Regions from separate parts of the Sus scrofa genome. Here region 1 is linked to region 2. Evidence: chromatin contacts called from public Hi-C data. All regions are on one chromosome and are shown on one strand. The core of a region is the stretch at or near the end of the contact, and the rest is flanking DNA. Distances in the headings are between cores, read along the strand shown. Region 1 overlaps NFE2L2 (nuclear factor erythroid 2-related factor 2). Region 2 holds the start of HNRNPA3 (heterogeneous nuclear ribonucleoprotein A3).

What was found. Hi-C and Micro-C count contacts between places; a contact is called where the count stands out from the background.
Region 1: a contact with region 2 is called in a Hi-C map of skeletal muscle, with 6 times the contacts expected there. The contact joins the enhancer-like site here to the promoter of HNRNPA3 in region 2. A contact is called at or near these places in 2 of 5 promoter capture datasets (fetal liver and liver), 22 of 47 Hi-C or Micro-C datasets (adipocytes, alveolar macrophages, blood and 13 more) and 2 of 2 datasets of contacts at active chromatin or transcription factors (alveolar macrophages and skeletal muscle).

The regions. Positions count from the first base shown.
Region 1 is chr15:82,992,719-82,995,827 of Sscrofa11.1, reverse strand. The region is part of intron 3 of NFE2L2 (nuclear factor erythroid 2-related factor 2); the gene reads left to right. Among named protein-coding and RNA genes, the nearest start is that of HNRNPA3, 36 kb to the right of the region's middle. Within about 2 kb of position 1,492, at least 9 of the 83 cell types and tissues checked have an H3K27ac peak or open chromatin away from gene starts, as enhancers often do. A contact at or near this core is called in alveolar macrophages and skeletal muscle, where this site is marked.
Region 2 is chr15:82,956,413-82,959,867 of Sscrofa11.1, reverse strand. HNRNPA3 (heterogeneous nuclear ribonucleoprotein A3) reads right to left here and starts at 1,539. Exons shown (of 10, transcript XM_021075138.1): 1 at 1,384-1,539. The coding sequence starts at 1,455. LOC110256983 (a long non-coding RNA gene) reads left to right here and starts at 1,631. Exons shown (of 4, transcript XR_002339079.1): 1 at 1,631-2,142.

The DNA of each region.
Region 1 (3,109 bases), core at 243-2,742, 36 kb before region 2:
CTGAGAGTTAAGTTTTTTTTTTTTTTAGGGCCAAATCTGTGGCATATGGAGGTTCCCAGGCTAGGGGTTCAGTCAGAGCTACATCTGCCGGCCACAGCCACAGCCCCACAGGATCCGAACCTCGTCTGCAACCTACACCACAGCTCACGGCAACGGGCAACTGAGGGAGGCCAGGGATCAAAGCCGCAACTTCATGGTTCCTACTTGGATTCATTTCCCCTGTGCCATGACAGGAACTCCGAGGGCTAAATTTTATTTGGGGCAAAATAAGGAGACAGCATCCCAGGTAGCCCCCAGAAACCGCTGCCAGGAGACAAAGGATATAGGATATAGAGGAGTTTTTGCAACAAAGGGCAGGGAGCAGGAGCAAAAGAGGTCTGAAATCATTCTGTATCCTGAGTTTTCACAGCCTTCGGGGCTCACTGGCTCCCCCTTGGAGGTGGCTGCTAGAGATGGCTGCATTCTCATGACTGTGGCATCCTTAGTTTGGTCCACTTAACTACAGCCCAGGTATTTTAGATGGTCTTGAAATACTGCCCTTAACAGGAAAGGGGGCGTATCAGGGTATGTGTGATCAGGTGAGGGGAGAGGTGCACACATTTCACAGAAGTTTGTTGCTGGTCTCGAGAAGGTACTCCTAGTCACAAGGAGCAGCCATCACTATGAGGGATTTCAGTGTTTTTCTAGGTAGGAGCAGATGCAAGAATCGGGCACATAAAATCTTCTAATGATATCTGACTATCTGAAGACCTGTTCTTCCAGTTTCCCCAGAGCAGAGCGCTTCATTCCTGATTTCCACCCTGAGCTCCGCTCAGGGGGTGCTGTGGGTCAGCAGCTGCAGTGGCTCGTGATTAAATCCAGGTAGAGGCAGATGGCAAGTGCAGAACTCCAGTTTGCAGCTTGTAGCAGAATTTCTTAACTCTGTACAGTCTGCCAGTGGACACTGCTCTGTTTTTAGGCCCAGAATCCCAAACAGAAAGAATTTGGGAGGTGGAGAATTTGGGTTGTGGAGGGTTAAACCCACACATGAACGGAGCTGACCCCTGTGGCCTCATCCTCTTCCCAACCCATCTTTAAGTCTCTGAAGACTCAACTATTTCCTTTGGAATAACTACCCCTAAGTGACTCTGGCCTTTAAAAAGGTGAAATGTTTTGTCTGGATGTACACGGAGCATGATAAAGTGAGAAAAAAGAATCTCTACATGTATGTGTGACTGGTCACCTTGCTGTACAGCAGAAAATTGACAGAACACTGTAACCCAGCTATAATGGAAAAAATAAAAATCATTATAAAATTAAAAAAGGGGGGGGAGGATGTAAAATGGTGAAGGGACAGACCTTAAACAAGTGCTGTGAGGAAGAGGATAACACTGAAAACTTTTTACACCTGCTGCCCTTGTGGTTGCCATGCAGTGGCTGATCCATAAATAAAGTAGGAGCTCACCTTCCACATTTTGTATAGTGCTTAGACCCAGAAGCCTCCAAATTAGATGCTTCTCATGTTCATTTGACATCTGCAACAGCAGTTGAATCTATTAATAGCCTTAATACCTCACCCCTGGCTTGTCCTGTGTATTTTTAGAGGGGCATTCACATACTTTTCTCCCAAGTGAGAAACAATTCTGTGAGGACAGGTAGCGAGTCTGTTTTCCCTGACAGCCCAGAGCAACTCTCCAGCGAGTTAGCAGCAGAGCCCCGCAGGCACAGCACTGTGCAGCCTCCTTCACGAGGCCCCGGCTGTTCTGAGTACTTTCCAGCCTCTGTTATCTGAGTGCTTGGGTCATGAAAACCAGGGGTGGAGTGCAATCGCAGTCACTGTTAATTAGAGGGGAGTCTGGGGGCAAAGTGCCTTCGCCTCTCCATGCTTCAGTTTCCTTGCTCCAAAGGGGGGAGGATGGCGGCACCACCTTGCTTGCAGATTGTGGTGCATATAAGTGAGCTCCTGGCCCCTGGCCACGAGTGCTTGGAAGAGGGTGGAGCACAGAGAAAGTGCACAGTAAATGGTGGCTGTTATTATTGCTATACTGTGTCATACTTGCCTTTACCTGGCTGTAAAATATTGACACTGTGATCTTTCATTCTCAAATCATAAGCCCCACCCCCAACCCACCTAACCGTTATCCTTGCATATTTATTTAGCAAGTTAGTTGAAAAGATTTACCTTAAGAAAATATTCCCGTACTGATTTTTAAGGGAATGAAGTGTGACATATGTACTAATTATCGTTTCCACTGTAAGACATCCAGGTTGCTGCCTGGCAGTTGGCAACAACAGTGGGCACTGTGCATGCTCAAGTGTACACTGAAAGCAGTTGAAATGTAATTTTCAACTCGAGATTAATTTATATCCTTAGCTGGAACAAGTAGTCCTTTCAGATTACCTGATCCCCTTATTTCTACCCATTCTTCAGGTGACTTTTTTTTTTCCCCCCACCTGTGGCATGTGGAAGTTCCCCAACCAGGGATTGAACCCTTGCCACAGCAGTGACCTGAGCCACCGCTGGCTGTGACAAGGCCAGATCCTTAACTACTAGGCCACCAGGGAACTACCAGTTGACCTTTGTGATAATTTGGTAATTGTGTGGCTTCTGGACCATAACCCTGCTCAGTAACATCAAGCATTCCGGGCTGGCCTAATAACTCTGACTCACAGGAGCACTTTCAGGTCCTTGAAGTAGCTTTTTGCAAATAACTGCTAACAGTATAAATACTACCTAGCATCCTTTGAAGGGTTAATATTCCCATTGTATCCTCAGGAAGTAATTTGCAAAACTGAAGAGTTCCGTTCAATAGAATTCCCCCTTAAGAAGAGCACAGGAGGGCTTATTCTGTTAGGTTCCCAGAGCCACACTGTCACTTGCCACTAGTCACTTTTGAGCACTTGATGTGGGGCTGGTGTAACTGAGGATCTGCATTTTTAAATTTTAATGAATTATGACTTAAATGTTTTTTTTCTTTTTCTTTTTTTTTTCTTTTTTTGGGCCGCACCATATGGAGGTTCCCGGGCTAGGGATTGAATCAGAGCTGCAGCTGCCGGCCTACACCACAGCCACAGCAACTCGGGATCCCAGCCGCATCTGTGGCCAGCACACCACAGCTCACAGCAATGC
Region 2 (3,455 bases), core at 290-2,789:
TGAAAAAATCCACCACGTATCTTGCTTGATACCTTCTTGTAATCGATTTGTTACAACTAATATACTGTAAACAGTTCCTATTCACAGCTGTACAACACCAAAAATGTCAATAACAACATTTTATTTGATCACAAAAAAGGATTTGTGTTAAGTATATTATTTGACAGGAATGGAGCACAATAAAACAAATTGAAATCTAAAAAATTAAGACACGGCCTGACCGTTTCACAATTTAACAAACAAGATCTGCCACTTTATATGCATCCAAAGTCCTTAAAAAGAGTTCACATTTACATTCTAAGGTCTTCCTGTGTCTTCTAAAAGTAGAGACATTAAGCATCTAATATGAAGAGACTATGACATGCTAGGAAAGTTAAATGATTAATAGCCTAAAGTACTACTTCACTTAGTCTCACTTTCCAAGTTCTGATTAAATGTACTTGACGTTACACAAAGTTGACGGAAACTGTAACAGGAAAATTATCTCAAGTAAAAGAAAAAATTCGACTCTAGCTGCAGTCCTCTAAAACAAATACCCAAGAAACTACAACGTGAGCCAACCCGTCAGAAAAAAGAAAACATGAGTATCAAAAAGTTTTTAATTTCCTACTTTACATCTACATGCAAATTCTAAGATGCAGTATTTAACCCACATGGTGCAAATCTGCGTATAATTCTAAGTAGTTCAGCAAAAATGGCAGACCAAAAAGTATTTTAAAGCAGCAAACTAAACAAAAAAATTATTTTCAACTGAGTGTTGCGAAGAACACAGCCGAGAGAATCTCTTCTCCTGAGAGAGGTATGTAAGGCCTAAGGCACCGGGAGAACATCCTTGAAAGCACTAGGCCCCAAGCTTCGAGGCCATTTGCGGCATTTTCTGCTGGGCCGCCTCCTTCCTCTCCCTTCCAATCCCACGTTCTCCCGGCGGCGGAGCCAGGCGGCGGCCATTGCGTGCCAATGCGCCATTTCGTAACGCGGCAGCGGATCAATGTCAGTGTGGCCGCCGCCCGCCTGCTAGCTCGCCCGGATGTGCCTGCTCGTCCCCTCCCCTCCCCCACCGCCTCCTCCCAACCGCTCCCGCCGAGGCCCGCCATGCCGTCCTCGGCCTTGGATGCGAGGCCGCGCGGCCGGCGGACCAACTTCCCTCCCGAGGTCTCCCCAGCCACGCCTCGCAGCAAAAGACCACCTGTGCAGACGAAGGAGACGCATGGCGGGCAAGAAGCCCCGAAAAAACCTCTGAAGCCCGTTCCCCTCCCCCCACCACCGCCCGTCTCAACGCAGAGCGCGGGACAGCCTCCCGGTCCGCCCGGCCTCCCCGCTCCCACCGAGCCAGGCCCTTCATGCTGGCCATTACCCATCAACCCCCCACTCTCCCCCTAATACCTCCTCCCCCCGGCGGCGGCGGCGACGGCCGGAGTCGGGCTGGGGGCGACCGGGCGGCGGTTTTACCTCCATTTTGAGACCGGACTCGCCTCTTCCAACTCGAGTTCAATATGGGACCGAGAGGAAGAGGCGGGGCCAGTGACCACGTGACGCGCCTTCCGCGCGCCGCCGGCCTAGTGGGGGGAGGGGCGAATAGGTGCAGGGCGTGGCCAACTGGGCGCGAAGAGGGACTGGATGAGCGGGTTGGCGGGCAGAGGGTGGGGGCGTGGCAGGCCCCGGGAGCGCGCGCGCTCAGCCAACTTCCAGTGCGACGCCGCCCTAGCCGCCGTTCGCGCCTGGGTGGCTGCGAGGACGTCGTCTGGGTTTCGGCCAATGGCCAGCGCCCACGTCGGGGGAACGCCTCGTGACCGCGCGTCACCGGAGAAAAAGGCTTGTTTCCCTTTCTTCTTGCGCTCCTTTTCCCCTCCCCCACGTGGGCCTCTAGCTTTCCATTACCAAATTCATTTCATTCCCGTGCGTGAATAAAACCACACTTTTCTCTTGTACTTTATGGTTGCAAGAAAGCCCCCTCGGTGTCTTCTCGCGGGTTTCAAAATGCCAGAAACTGGTGTGTGTCTGACTGCGATGCCCACTGTGAGGGCGCGCACTGAAAATTCCTGTGACACCGATTGTGTGTATCTTGAGCACCTTGGAAAGACCTTAAAACGCGCGGCTGACACTGAAATTTCATCCTTAACAGCTGAGGCAGGAGCGTTCGAGGTCAGTTAATTAGGTACACACTGATCTTAAGAAATCTGTTGGCACTATTTTCTGACACTTCTAGTTACTGTGGAAAGAACTGAGCAACTGTTCTCACAGACAGGATTTAAGGAATGATTTACAAGATTGATGAAAAGTAGGATCACCAGATATGCTTCCTATTTGCGAGTGATTTCTATCTTATTTTTATTTGTGAAGTATAACGTAGAAGATCAATTAAGGAGTTAAATACTATGGAGCTAATCTCAGCCTACCTAGTAATTTTTTTTTAGAAATAGATTTATTTATTATTTTTTTGTCTTTTGTCTTTTTAGGGCCGCAGCACATGAAGGCTCCCAGGCTAGGGATCGAATTGGAGCTGCACTTGCCCGCCTACACCACAGCCCCAGAAAGGCAGGATCCAAGCCGCATCTGCGACCTACACCACAGTTCATGGCAATCCAGATTTTTAACCCACTAAGCGAAGCCAGGGATCGAGCCCACAACTAGTAGGGTTTGTTAACTACTGAGCCAAGACGTAAACTCCCTACCTAGTAACTTTAAGTCATTTGAACTTACTAAGCTTTTTTTTTTTTTTTTTTAATTAAAGTATAGTTGATTTACATGCTAAGCTTTAGTTTTAGGGTCTTTTCGAGATTTGGTCATCTCCGACACCCATGACAGCTGTAAATAATTTGTGGATCCGTATTTGAGCAAGGTACTGATAAAAGAGACCACAGTTGGCAGGTTTCCCTACCATGCTAAGAAATGCCCTGTATTTTAATGTACCAACCCTTTAGAATTGATCTGGCCCTCCTTTGGAAAGATCAGAAATCTAATCATTTATATTCTCCATTATTTGAAAAGCAGTTAGCTAATGAATGGGTAATGGTGGGTTCAGAGTTTGGAAAAAAAGGAACACAAAGATCAAGATTTTGATGTTTATCTAGCATTGCCCAAGTGGAACAGTGTTTTATTTGGGAAACAAGAGCAAAAGGTACTCTGTTCTGGGGCAAAAACAGTCACCAGGCCTTAATGTAACTTGAATGAAATAAGCCTCAAAGCATCCTCTGGTTGCTCTGATTCTTTTATCACAAGCAAATTATTACGTGTTCTGCTTATCAGTTACTCAGTGATAGCTAACACAAGTACTTGAGAAAATTTATACCCTTAGTGTCTTATTAATATATAAAGGCTTTGCAACTTTGATTACTATGAAATAGTCATGAATAACTTCTACAATTCTGAGTATAAAGAAAGATGGGAAGTTAAGGACCTTAGGAAGATGGTATTCACACCAAGGTACCCTATGAGACACTGTAAGGGTGATCAAG